Linked DNA regions of Oryza sativa: region 1 is linked to region 2. The links are chromatin contacts, called in public HiCAR-type maps. All regions are on one chromosome and are shown on one strand. Each heading gives the region's core, a stretch centred on a gene start, on an enhancer-like site or on the middle of the called end of the contact. The rest is flanking DNA. Distances are from core to core; before and after follow the strand shown. Region 1 holds the start of LOC4341377. Region 2 holds the start of LOC4341373.

Region 1 (6,467 bases), core at 1,034-3,533, 65 kb before region 2:
AGCCGCCCGCTAGCGGCTGCTGATGTTGCAGCTGCAGACATAACATACTGTTTGGGTTGGCTGTACAACAGTTAAATTAAGTGCAGCCGAACGGAGCCAATTTCGGCTTCAGTTCTTTCCTGATGGACAGGGACGAAGTTGCAGCGTGATCGAAGCGGCGCCGAAGAGAAGGATGACAATTTGACAAAGCAGCGAGCTCATGACTTCTTGCCGCCGAAGCCACCAGACGGTACTGACGGCTGGAACATGGCCGTCCTACACTTTTGTGTAGAGCATAGGCCTCTATGGTAATCCAATCGAAACATCGCCGCCTTCTCCCATGTCATCATGTCCGCCTTGCCCCCTGCACCCAATCACGCCGCGTCCACCTCCCCGCGCATTTAGGACGCCACATCCACCTCTCGTGGCACGCCACCGGCTCCGCCTATTCTCGGACCCAACACTATAGCCGCCGTGACTTTGCCTACTATTGTAGCCGGCGCCACTGCCTCCGTCGCACTTCCTCCGAGCCCACAGTGAACAAGAACGACGAGCGGATGCAAGGTGTGGACGTGTGGCATAGCATGTAAGGGACAATAATAATAGCGACGAACAAAACGATGAATCGGATGAACGAGCGATCTCGTTTTTTCCATTCATCGTCATGCTCTCCTCTGGATTAAACAGTTGGATTTCAAAGGTACCTGCTAGTACTAGTGTCCGGAGGTACATCTTCAGGATGGTAAAAACTCTACTATAAGTGCTTATTCTGTTTGAAGGAAAAATAAAGGATTTGGATTCCTAAGAATTAATTTGCTATTTAGTTTGTAAGAATGAGATATAGGAAGCCAAAAGAAATTGCCTTTCCCTCCAAGTTGCAGAGAGAATCTTTTGGAAAAATTTCCATTCACTCAAATCTTTTGGAAAAAATTTCTATGGATTAACGTATTCATACATTCTATTCCTCCCATTTTCTATTTCTATGAGTTGAAATTTCTCTAAACCGAACAAACCCTAAACAATTTGCTATGTGGACACAAAAATGAATCAGAAAATGAAACATCTTATTAGTTTGGCCAAAGACTTCCTACGGCTAAGATATGTATAAAGTATATTTTATTTTTTGGGTGGGTATCAGTTCTCTATAAAGGAGTATGGGAGTACTGCAGTTTCAGTACAAGCAGGGGAGCATTTCTGTACTTAGCTCCGTTCCGTAGTACAAGTTTCTAACTCCTCGTTTTTCACGCGCACACTTTTCAAATTACTAAACGGTGCGTTTTTTTTAAAAAAAATTTCTATACGAAAGTTGCTTAAAAAATCATATTAATCCATTTTTGAAAAAAAAAGCTAAAACTTAATTAATCACGCACTAAAACGCTAATTCGTTTTGTGTGCCGGGGAGCGAGGGTTCCCACATAGAGACTTAAGATAGTTAAAGATTCATCATATATGACAGAACCTAGAACCAATACGTTTGTTAATGAAAATTTGGAAAATCAAGAATTTCAATGTTGATACTATGATCCTCACGGAAAAAGGAAATAGAAAGATGTAGTAAGGAAATAGAACCCGCTAGAAGGCTACATGAATTATTTTTTTCCTGTTGTACTAGTAGTAGTAGCATGTTATATCAGCGCTGTTGTAAAGTCTTGTAGTATTTGTTGATTTTCATTTCTGTCAGAGGGCATATAATTTTATTTTTCTGTTCTCTAAGCTGAATCTGCATCATGTGTTTTCCTCTACGCATCGTGTGCACACGATGCCTTAGCAGGAAAAGACATCCCATGATAACCATGGGGACACTATGAAAAAGAACATCCTCCCTTCGTTCCATAATATAAGAGATTTTAGGTGGATATGATACATCCTAATACAGTGAATTTGACATATCATCTATCCAGATTTATTATTCAAAAATATATCATATCTATTTAAAATCTCTTATATTATGGAACGGAGGGAGTAAGATGTCTGTAAATACCCCATATTTCACTGTCTATACTCCGAAGGGAGTAATAATAATACGCCGAACAAAGATGCCCAGCGGCATGTTTGAACAAGTCAAATTAAACAGAACAAAATAAAGGAAGGAGTAGCAAGTTGCTCACCAAGGCCACAGCCGGCCTCTTTATCTCAAATCCTCTCACTCTCTCAGAGCCGGGTTCCGGAGCAGACGGATGATGGCTGGGGTGGGGGGAATGATGTTTCTGAGAAAACTCCCGGGGGCGCGCGTCAGTCTAACCCGGATCCTTCAATTTATACAGCTGGGAGCTGCAAGTTCCTTGAATTTTCGTCTCAGCAGCTGGCTGGAAGCTGTCAGTATTAGTACATTTTATATTGGACGGAGTGAGCGTGACAGCAATGACTCGTGAATTGGGGACCCACAAGCCACAACCCACCCGTTCCGCTCCAGTTAGTTCTATCTAAAAATACTACCTCCGTACCAGAATAAGTGTAGCCGTGGATATCCGTGCCCAACGTTTGACCGTCCGTTTTATTTGAAAAATTTGTGAAAAATTTGAAAATATTTAGTCACACATAAAGTACTATTCATATTTTATCATCTAATAGCAATAAAAATACTAATCATAAAAAATTTTCAAATAAGACGAACGGTCAAACGTTGAACGTGAATAGTGCAAAACTGCACTATTATTTTGGGACGGAGGGAGTATCATTTTTATTTCCCCCTTCTTTTCAAATTCGCGATCTCTCTTTATTTTTTTTCTTGGTCCCCCCCCCCCCGGTTTTTTCTTTTTGCTTTGTGCGAGGCTTTCCTCGATTCACACACAGAGAGAAGCACAAACGGGATCATGGCGAGCCACTAGGGACGTACAGCAAAGCTGTGAGCCCTTGTCGAGCCTGGAGCCTTTGGGGATTCGGCATCGGAAGGTGGTCTCACCCTCAATCCAAGTATCCAACTCTTTTGACTCGCCGCGGCATCCCCTAGCAGCACGCCAACGTAGCCCCCGACGTGCGGGTTCGGGCACAAGCAGAGACATCGACGAAGTCGAGCTCTGCTTCTGCAGCAGGCCGAGTAATCGATCCATCTTTACGGCCACCAGAACGCCCATCTTCGCCAACTCGCATTCCTTTCACGGCTTCACCCCCGCCGAGCGCTGCGAAAGGCGTATTCCAACCAGTAGAAACGGTTCCAATGCTTCGGTATCTATATGCACCATTTATAAAGTGCCCTCCTCTGTTTTTCTATTTATTGCATTCAGTTGGGAAATGACAGAAATGCCATCATCTTATTGCGTCTACACTTTCGCTCCTCCTAGGCGTGTGCTTGGATGGTGCTCCCGTTCAGACATGTGCATCCGGGTCAAAATCGAACGCCTGAGAAACGATGTCAGACTTCGATAAATTTCTGGAAACATGATCCTACCACCTCGTTCTTCGTTCTTTTGTAAAATCGTGTTGCGCTTATAACGTTGACTTTACTATGGGCATTCCAAGATCTCCATCTGTGTGTTCTCTTTCAAAGCTTTTTGGGCATGTATAATTGTTTCAAGAGTTAGTTAGTTTAAAAATGAACGAAAGGGCATGTAGCCCAGTGGTTACAGTGATCTGAGTAGTACCCTAAGGTCCTTAGTTCAAATCTCCTGTGGAGCGAATTTCAAATTGGGTTGTTTGCGGGGCTAAGTTCCCTACTTCAATAGCCGTATATATCCGGTTGGATGTAGAGGCCAGGTAAAAAATACCCTTCTCTAAAAAAAAAGAGTTACTTAGTTTACGAGCTTGGAAGATACTGAGGTAATAACCTAGGACCATTCCGTTCAAGAATATAAGATGTTTTAGAGAAAGTAGGTAGAAGTGAATGATGGAGAATTGTGATTAGATGAGTAGTGGAGATAGGTGAGAAAAATGAACGGTGGAGGGTTGTGATTGGTTGAGAAAATAATGCTGATGAAGAAGTTGTTATATTTTGGGATAAATCCCGAGAACTAAAAGTTATTATATTTCGGACGGAGGGCGTACTAGCTATGCGATGACTTGAAACAAACAGTTCCAAATCAATATTTGTTAGCTCCAAACGCTTTACTATTTTGCCTTTGGTGAAAAACTGCTAATAACACACTCATCTCGGCATGGCAGCTGCACACCTTGACAAGGTGCTCCAGCTAATATTCCAGCCACTGCGCGGCTGCCATTGCCATCGCCATCACATCTCGGCGTGCGAGATCGGCCGAAGGCCGCGAAGCTGAGCAGGACAAGCCTTGTGCTCAGAGGCCGGCTTAGGATGGTTGCCATTTTATAGACAAGGTAGAACGCGCCGGGGTCGTTGTCTTCCTTTTTAATTTCATCTGGCGAAGGTGCCGACAACAAGTTGGACATTTGGGATAGATATGTGGACAACGGCTGTGTTCGGAACTCACATCTTGGGTATGTAAAATGAAGCGACACCTTTTCTGACAATTAATTAAGTATGTATTATTTTTTAAAAATGGATTAACTTGATTTTTTATATCAATTTTCATATAAAAACTTTTTTTTTGCTAAAAATGCATTATTAACCCGTTTGAAAATCGTGTGTGCGGTAAACGAGTGAGGTGAGTTGGGAAAGTTGGGAAAATAACTCAGGGTGTGTTTAGTTCTTTGGGTGTAATGTTTTTGAAGTATATGGACGCGCATTTAAAGTATTAAACGTAGACTAATAACAAAATAAATTACAGATTTCGTCTGTAAACTGCGAGACGAATCTATTAAGCCTAATTAATATATCATTAGCAACTATTTACTGTAGCACCACATTGTCAAAACATGGCATAATTAGGCTCAAAAGATTCGTCTCGTAATTTACATGCAAACTGTGCAATTTGTTTTTTCCCCACATTTAATGCTCTATATATGTGTCCAAACATTTAATGTGATGGGTGAAAAAATTTTGTTTTGGTAAAGCCTTAGTTATATTTTGTATATACCATTAAGGTTGTGTTTAGTTCTGAAATTGGAGAGAAGTTTGAGAAAAGTTGGTAGTTTGGAAAAAAAAAGTTGGGAGTTTATGTGAGGCTGTGTTTAGGTCTTTCCAAAGTTGGAAGTTTGGGTTGAAATTGATATGATGTGACTGAAAAGTTGTGTGTGTATGACAGGTTGATGTGATGGAAAGAGTAGGAAAGTTTTGGATATGATGTGATGTGATGAAAATGTTAGAGTTTGAGGGAAGTTTGATCTGAACTAAATGGGGCCTGAAACCAAGATGAAATGAACAAAAGTGCTCAAGTCCTTCGGCCAAATCACTGGCCGGGTGCCGAAATATTTTAGAAGTAATACAACTTTAATGAAAATTTATAAATATATATATTAATTGACCGAAATCATAAATTTATCATGGTAAAAAATAATTGGAAACTTAGGATGTGTGCGCATGCATGTGAGCGGGCTGTTGCATATGAGCGGTAGGCCACCTGTATGCTTGATCTTTTCGTTTTTAAATCAAACCAACCAATTTGTCAAATCATGATTGTTCGACAGTGTATGAATTTGCGATTTCTGTTGATCAACATATATTTTTTACTCCTCCGATCTAAAATATAATAATTTTTAGCTATAAATCGCACCCAGATTTATAGCTTAAAAATATTTATATTTTATGACGGAGGTAATAATGTTTTATTAAAGTTTCTAAAAAAATTTGTCGGGTGCCAGGCCGGGAGGCCGCTTCCAGTAGTAGCCTCCAGCGGGCGATTATGACAGAGGAAACCGCGCACCATTTCTCTACGCGCAAGCACCAGAGACGACGACGACGAATGAAACAATGTAACACACAGTCCACGTACAAATCAATTGAATCGTTCTTTTCTCCTTTACTTTTCAGCTATATTTTCTACTTTATCTTAATTTTAGTCTATCTTTATTAATTTGCGCCGTAAATCATCTGCCGTCGCTGCGAGAGTGCGATTATCCCTTTGTAGGTTTATCCCGTAAACCTTCCGTTTGCACACGAGACAGGTAGTTATCCTCGTATAGATTTAAATTGGCCTAGAGGCTGATTTTGATCTCTAAATCGGCTCCGCTAACCGGTATAGCTTTTCTTTTTACACAACCCATCTTGATTTGGTCTTTGGCTAGTTCGAGGTGGTTGACGACTCCATATCACCACAAGGCGTTTTAGGTGTCCCGATCTTGATTGTGTAGGTCGAAACACCAGAACTAAGCCAACCAGAGGGGGGTGAATGGGTGGTATGCCCAAAAACCCAAACTTTTCGCGGAATAAAAAGTTACCCTCAAACTCGATGAAGATCGGTCTGACCGAGATTGATCCGCCGATCTGACCGTCCTGATGCCGTCGGTTTGACCGGTGTAGATCGATTGGTCCGACCGCCCTGAGATCACCTCTGCTCCCTGTCGCTACTGCCGGTCTGACCGCCGGTGAGTTGCCGGTTAGACCGCCGCACCCGAGAAAACACAAATTGAAGAACTCTTAAAGTGGATGACGACTTTATTGATTCTCTTTGTGTTTACAAAGTGCACCAAAAGTACTCCTT
Region 2 (6,898 bases), core at 1,554-4,053:
ACGGGAACGCGCTGATGAGCAGACCAAGCAAGGTTTGCGCGGATAGAGCTACGACGAGGCACATGGAGACGACGGCGACGCGGCGGCCGCCGGAGAAGAGGCGCCCGGCGAGGCCGACCAGCATGAGGGCGCTGCCGCAGATGAAGGTCGCGAACGCGAGCAGCAGCGTGGCGGTGAAGACCAGGCCGCCGTTGGACCCTTCCGTCCATGGAGGCCCGTCGACGAAGTAGTCCATTAGAACGGCGGAGCTGAAGATGGTCACCAGGATGCCGCGCTCCAGATTCCGCTGGGCGTCGTTGGGTTTCCGGCATAGCTGCTCTCCCTGCAGGGAAAAAAAAAACAGAAACCCTTTAGGATGGAAGGAATACAAGATGACCAAAATCTTAAGCTAACAAGAAAAGCTGTTGCGTAGAAATGACTTTATGATTTTGTTTTCCTATTCTAATTGCGTCACCTTGGATTTAAAGTCTAGACCCCTGGCAATACACCAAATTCTAAAGCACGAGAGAAGACGGGTAATTTGTATATACTTAGATAATACTTCTTCTATCCTAAAATATAGATGCATATATAGTATTCAAATTTTATTATAACTTCTTCTCCACCTACGATCTACTATATTAACCAATCACAAATAACCATCTCCTGTTTAATCCCCACCTACTTCCCTACCTGAAGCATGCAATTATCCCATGTTTGATTTCACATGTCTTCTTAATCTCCGTGAAAAAAAAATATCATAAATATTTATATTTGAGAACAGAGAGATTATCACTTACATGAGAAACCATCACTGAAGTTGCAGCCTGTTGATAAACAATACTTGTGTTTGCCATCGTGAAAAATGAGAGCAAAACTGTGTCACAAAATGCAAAATAAAAGCAGCCACTTTATTTTTTAGGCCTGGTTTAGTTCCTAACTTTTTCTTTAAACTTCCAACTTTTCCATCACATCAAAACTTTCCTACACACACAAACTTCTAATTTTTCCATCGCATCGTTTCAATTTCAATCAAACTTTCAATTTCAATCAGCGTGAACTAAACACACCCTTAGCATGATTTGAAAAAAAATGGTGAAAATAACTGTAAGTTCTTAGGGCACCCACAATGATTATCTATACGCTCTCTACAAGAGATCCATGTCAGCATATTTTCCTACATAGAAGATATTAAATGAAGAGAGAGAGAGCTAAGCTATCTACTAACTTAGAGATAGTCTATAGAGAAAAACGAGGCAATGCATGAGAGAGCTATAGATACCCATGTAAACATGTTATTGAGGTGGTTTACTTATTAATCTAGTCTATTGCTGAAATGTACATGTTTTATAGAGAGCGTTTTACTTAACATTGTGGGTGCTCTTATGGACTGGTGTATGCTACTGGATTCAACAAAATGATATTCTATTAATTCTTTGTGTTTTCCTTACTCCTATACTAGTTTTCGAATCCGGCCGGCCTGCAAGGCTTCAAAGCGGTCCTTAATTAATTAATTAATTAATGGACTCATTTTTTTAGATAATGAATTAATGGACTCATAAAAATTAGTGTAGATATCTTGTGCTTGTTCTTACTAAGGGCTCCGAGAATGCTCAAATTTAACTACATTTTCATGCGAAAATCCTATACAATTTCTTAATTTCTTTGTTCGAAACGAAGATTAAAATTAATCCAAGGACTAATTTGGAGGAGAGGGGTAAACCTACTTCAAACACCCTCGGTCAATCTTGAAGAACATATATCTCATTTCTAACTACTGAATTTTAGCTTCAGTTTTGAGCCTACTTTTAAAGGTGTGAGGAGAATGGAAATTCGTTTGTCTTGCATGACGAAATTTAGAGTCAACAGTCATGTTGCCTTATCTACTAATAAGATGACTTTGATATTTATCTACCAATAAGATCAACAGGTAAAGTTATGGAGTGTATTCATTATCTAGGAAAAACTATCGAATTTTTAATGTAGTAACTCTAGAAAGTCAATTAACTATCACATCATGCAAATGCTTTACTTGGCAAGTCTAGACATAATTGTCTCTTATATACCCCCTCCGTCCAAAAAAATCCAATCCTACCTACGAATTTGGACATATGTCTACGAACTTGGACATATGCGTGTTCATAGCTGGTATTTGCTTCTTTTTTTTTTGACAGAGTAGTATGACCAAATAATTCAACTAGCTAGTGTTCTGAAACTACTCGTAGTATAGTAGTTGGACAATAGCTAGGATTTATTTTTTTTTAAGGACAGAGTAGTATGACCAAATAATTCAACTATCTAATGTTCTAAAACTACTATTAGTATGTTAGTTAGAAAATAGCTAGATAAGTTTGATCACAGTGCGGGGTGATAAGGGGTGTGCGATTTCAACCCTAAGATATGATGTTTAATTCTTAATACACTCACAATTTTTAATTATATAATAGCTAAGTTTCTCCTCGATTGTTCTCATTTTTTTAATTTGACCACTGTATGCCATTCTCTTTTTTCACAATAGACCTTATTTTCCTGGGCAAAGTTTAACGAGAAAGTAAAAGTCAGAGGCAATGACGTGTGAGTTCTCCACCACCTCATCCTCAAGCTAGGCTTTATCTTGGAAAAGGGGAGGAAAGAACTCATAGAAAGCTAGAACGGCTCGATCTCCTATGGAGTATTGCATTTACCGATTGACAGATAGAAATTACCTCAGAGAAGTGGAAGAAGAAGCTCTGTAGTAGTAGCTAGGAAGAAGGGCTCAGCAGTGTGCAGGGGGTAAAGCCGCAGCAACAAGGAAATTCGCGTGCAGCTTGGTCTATTTGGGCATGTGATAATTGTGCCCGCGAGCTGGTATTTATAGGCAGGCGCACGTTTTGCATGCGCAAAGTGGTGCCGGCTTTTACCCCACGAGAGAAGCATCGGAGAAGGTTCCCGGAAATTCTGGAGTAGTGCAGTGTAGTACACGCCAGATATATGCCATGCATGTGAGCAAACGTCGGCGCGTGCCGTGATCGTTTTTCTGCGTTTGGCAGAAATTAATATCGGCAACGGCAGTTAATTAATTAATCACTGAACTCACCCAAAATTAAAGTTATACCAAAGTTGGGATATGGATCATGGATATATATGGTCTCTCGTAAGGTTTTAATTTACCTTGACACTTTGTACGATTGAATAGGCAATAGCAGCAGTTCGCTTTTCACTCATTTTTAAGCATACAATTATAGGCAGTGTTTGGATTAATTTACTTTGTTTGGTAGCCATTTATTAGGTGTAAAATGGGAAAATATATATATGAGATCAAAGTAGCATGTCAGATTCCTCAAACCGACAAATCAGTCACTAGTACAAGTTTGTTGAAAAGGTTCGGCGATGAGTTCACTGAAAAAGGTTAAAAGTGAAACACTCTTTACGTGGCGTGGCTACGTGATCGTGCACTCAACGAGTCAAATGCATGCCCGATGGATCTACAGCGCACGCGTTTCTGGTGCGTGGCGACATTAATTTCCAATTTTTTTGCTCCACGTACGACGGAATCGCCGGAAAGTGCCTGGAAATTGTCGTTGCCAACGAACTCGGTCCATTAGTGATTGTGAGTTCTATCTATAGTTAAGCACTCACATGATCGCTACTTGACTTGCCCGCCTCGGACACGTACGTACTTAAGCGCTGACGTCTACTCCTCGTCCCATAAAAAACTAATTTAGTGCTGAATATGACACATTTTAATACATCGAAACTTATAATTAAAATCACACACCCATTATCACACCTTACTGTGGTCAAACTTCTTTAGCTATTGGTCAAATCTTAAACCTAATACTTAATTACACTAGGTAAAACGGGGTTAAGGGCATGTACAATAATGTCTAATAATAGGCTATCTTCGTTGTCATACAAGTAAATTTGATGACGTGGAAGAAAGAGATGGAAGAAATGAGAAACATCGTTGCTACGAATGACAACGGCTCAGAGTCGACTCTTTTTTTAGATAATTAGGTACCTTTTATAGGTATTGTAGATTTCAGGTGCCTGAAAATTTACAAATTTTCACTCACCTAAAATTGCACATTTATAAGTCTAAAATTGTACTAGCTAGTATGCAATGTGCAATTTTACTTCTGTTAAACCATAATTTTGTTATGTATAACAATACTTTATTTTTTTTATCTATGTTTGGATATTGTTTTCACGTAATTTTTTAAAATTTCATAAAACTACATATACTTTGCACAATCTATCATAAAACTACAGATTTTAGAACTAGTTTCACAAAACTACAGATTTAATGTCTTTGTTTATCACAAAACTACAGGTACTTTGAACAATATATCACAAAACTATATATTTAAGAACTTGTTTCACAAAACTACAGGTTTAATATCTTCATTTATCACAAAACTACAGATTTAGTATCTCCATTCTCTCAAAACTACACGTTTTAACAATGCTAAAACATGTAGTTTTGTGAGAATGGAGACACTAAATTTGTAGTTTTGTGATAAATGAAGACACTAAATGTGTAGCACTGTGATAAACGAATACACTAAATCTATATTTTTATGAAACAAGTTCTTAAATCTGTATTTTTGTGATAGATTGTACAAAGTACCTGTAATTTTGTGATAAACGAAGACACTAAATATGTAGTTTTATGAAACAAGCTCTTAAATCTGTAGTTTTGTGATAAATTATGCAAAATACCTGTAGTTTTGTGAAATTTACTCTTTATTTTATGTAGTTTTATATTTTTTATGTTTACTAGAGAAAATGCCTGTGCATTGCAATGGGTAAAGGCTATTTTAATATTATTATTGTTATGCGGTTTAGTTAAGGTAAAATTCACTGTGGGAATTCGCTTAGATATATACTTTTTTAGAAAATCATGAGTTGCAATTAGGAGTCTGATCGTGTCAAGTTAGCATGCGAGTTTTTTTAAAGAGATTTCTTATACAACTCTTTTGTGTTTCCAAAAACAAATAAACTTAAAAACCGACTCAAATACGGATCTATAATTTCAAAAGCGAATGAACTTAAAAATCGACTTATACATGGATGACGTACTAAAGTACCGACAAAAACATCTTCGATTTTTATAATAATAGAGATTAATTTTTTTAGATAATGGAATATAACATCCCAGACTTTGCTAAAAAAGAGCTACAGCCAATTATTACAAAGTAGCACTCCAGAAAAGAGTGTAGTTCAGATAAAAAGAACACACCAAACAAAAACAAAGGTAACCAAGCCAAAATAAGGAGAACACATTTATTGAAGTCTATTTATGAACCTCCACCCATAATTGGCAAATAGTTGCATAACCATCGACTCCAACCTGCGGCATGCAACCTTTAGGAATTCCCCATCATCCTCACACCTTTGTAGCTGTGCCCAAAACTGGAGCTAATGCGTTGCCCTGAAAATAATAGAGATTAAATATGTTGTTTGATCTTTTATATAAGAAAAATAAAAGGACAAGCAATGAAAATCATTGAATTGCCATAAAAAGGATGAGGAAAGTGCTTGAAATTTGTAACTCCCAAATTTTTATAAGCGGTCCGATAAAAGCCAATCTTTATAGGCGGTATTAGATTTACATGACCTCTCGTTATTAATGTAGACGAATTTATTATAGCCCGTAACTAAAAATGAAACCTTGATATTAGGAAAAATCGGTTCTTAAGCAGTAATTTCAAAAGATGTTAACGGATGGCATAGATCAAAGAAGAGATTTTACAAAGACAAATAATAAAACTAGCAACTGTACAGTGATACCTCTAACTTATTTTTTGTTTGTATAATTGGAACGTGTCCTTCTCAAGAGACATAACAAAATGAGTATCGCAAAGTGAGCATAGCTCAACTGGTTAGATTCTTTGTGGTGAAACCAGCCCACTCAAGTTCAAATTCTAGATTTGACACGGGTGATCGCATTTACGGCTAATTATTCTTTCAGTGGTAGGCGACGTACCCTTCGACAGCGAGGCGCCGCCCGTGGTGACTTTGTCAATCTCAAGTTATGCTGGAAGGGGTGAGAGTGCGCACGTTGTGAGCCTCTGTGTTTGTGTTTCTCAAAAAAAGAATGAGTATCGCGCACCGCCCCCACGATCCAAACAACACGGCAACCTTTTTAACTTCAAACGGAGAGATAGACGTAGCGAATTCCAACACACCAATGCAATATACTACAAACAGTCCAACACACCAATGTAATATACTACAAACAGTCGAAGGTCTACACGCGGGTGATCGCATTTACGGTTAATTATTCTTTCAGTGGTAGGCGACGTACCCCTCGACAGTGAGGCGCCGCCCGTGGTGACTTCATCAATCTCAAGATATGCCGGAAGGGGTGAGTGTGCGCACGTTGTGAGCCTCTGCGTTTGTACTGTGTTTGTGTTTCTAAAAAAAATGAGTATCTCGCACCGCCCCCACGATCCAAACAACATTGCAACCTTTTTAACATCAAATGGAGAGATAGACGTAGCGAATTCCAACACACCAATGCAATATACTAAAAAAGTCGAAGGTCTACACACGGAGAGAGAGTAGGGGCCAAAGCCGAGGAAGTTCTCGGAGCTCTGTTCGATACTCACAGTTGGGAACTGGTTCCCTCCAGCACGGAAAACGGAGCAGCGATTAGCGGATGATTAATTAAGTATTTGTTAATTTTTTTTTAAAAAAATGGATTTAATATGATTTTTAAACAACTCTCATATGGAATTTTTTTTATAAAAATACACCATTTAGTAGTTAAAAAAGCGTGCGCGTGAAAGCAGGAAGGGAATTTGGGAACAGTGGTAAAGAACGCAGCTTCGTAACGAAGGAGGGGTGGGCCATCCCTCCCTCCATGCCGACGCGCAACTGCGCAAGCAACGCGGTAACTGGAGCGCGTGAACGAACGACGCCGATCTTTACATGG

Evidence for each region. HiCAR-type assays count read pairs that join an accessible place to other places.
Region 1: a contact with region 2 is called in a HiCAR-type map of leaf, with 2.0 times the contacts expected there. The contact joins the promoter of LOC4341377 here to the promoter of LOC4341373 in region 2. A contact is called at or near these places in 1 of 15 Hi-C or Micro-C datasets (leaf) and 1 of 4 datasets of contacts at active chromatin or transcription factors (leaf).

Annotation. Positions count from the first base shown.
Region 1 is chr6:23,468,611-23,475,077 of ASM3414082v1, reverse strand. LOC4341377 reads right to left here and starts at 2,283. Exons shown (of 2, transcript XM_015788060.3): 1 at 2,088-2,283.
Region 2 is chr6:23,403,805-23,410,702 of ASM3414082v1, reverse strand. It overlaps LOC4341373, which reads right to left and starts at 2,803. Exons shown (of 3, transcript XM_015786979.3): 1 at 2,685-2,803; 2 at 780-856; 3 at 1-322. The coding sequence starts at 836. LOC107281198 (a long non-coding RNA gene) reads right to left here. Exons shown (of 4, transcript XR_001546547.3): 4 at 5,067-5,392.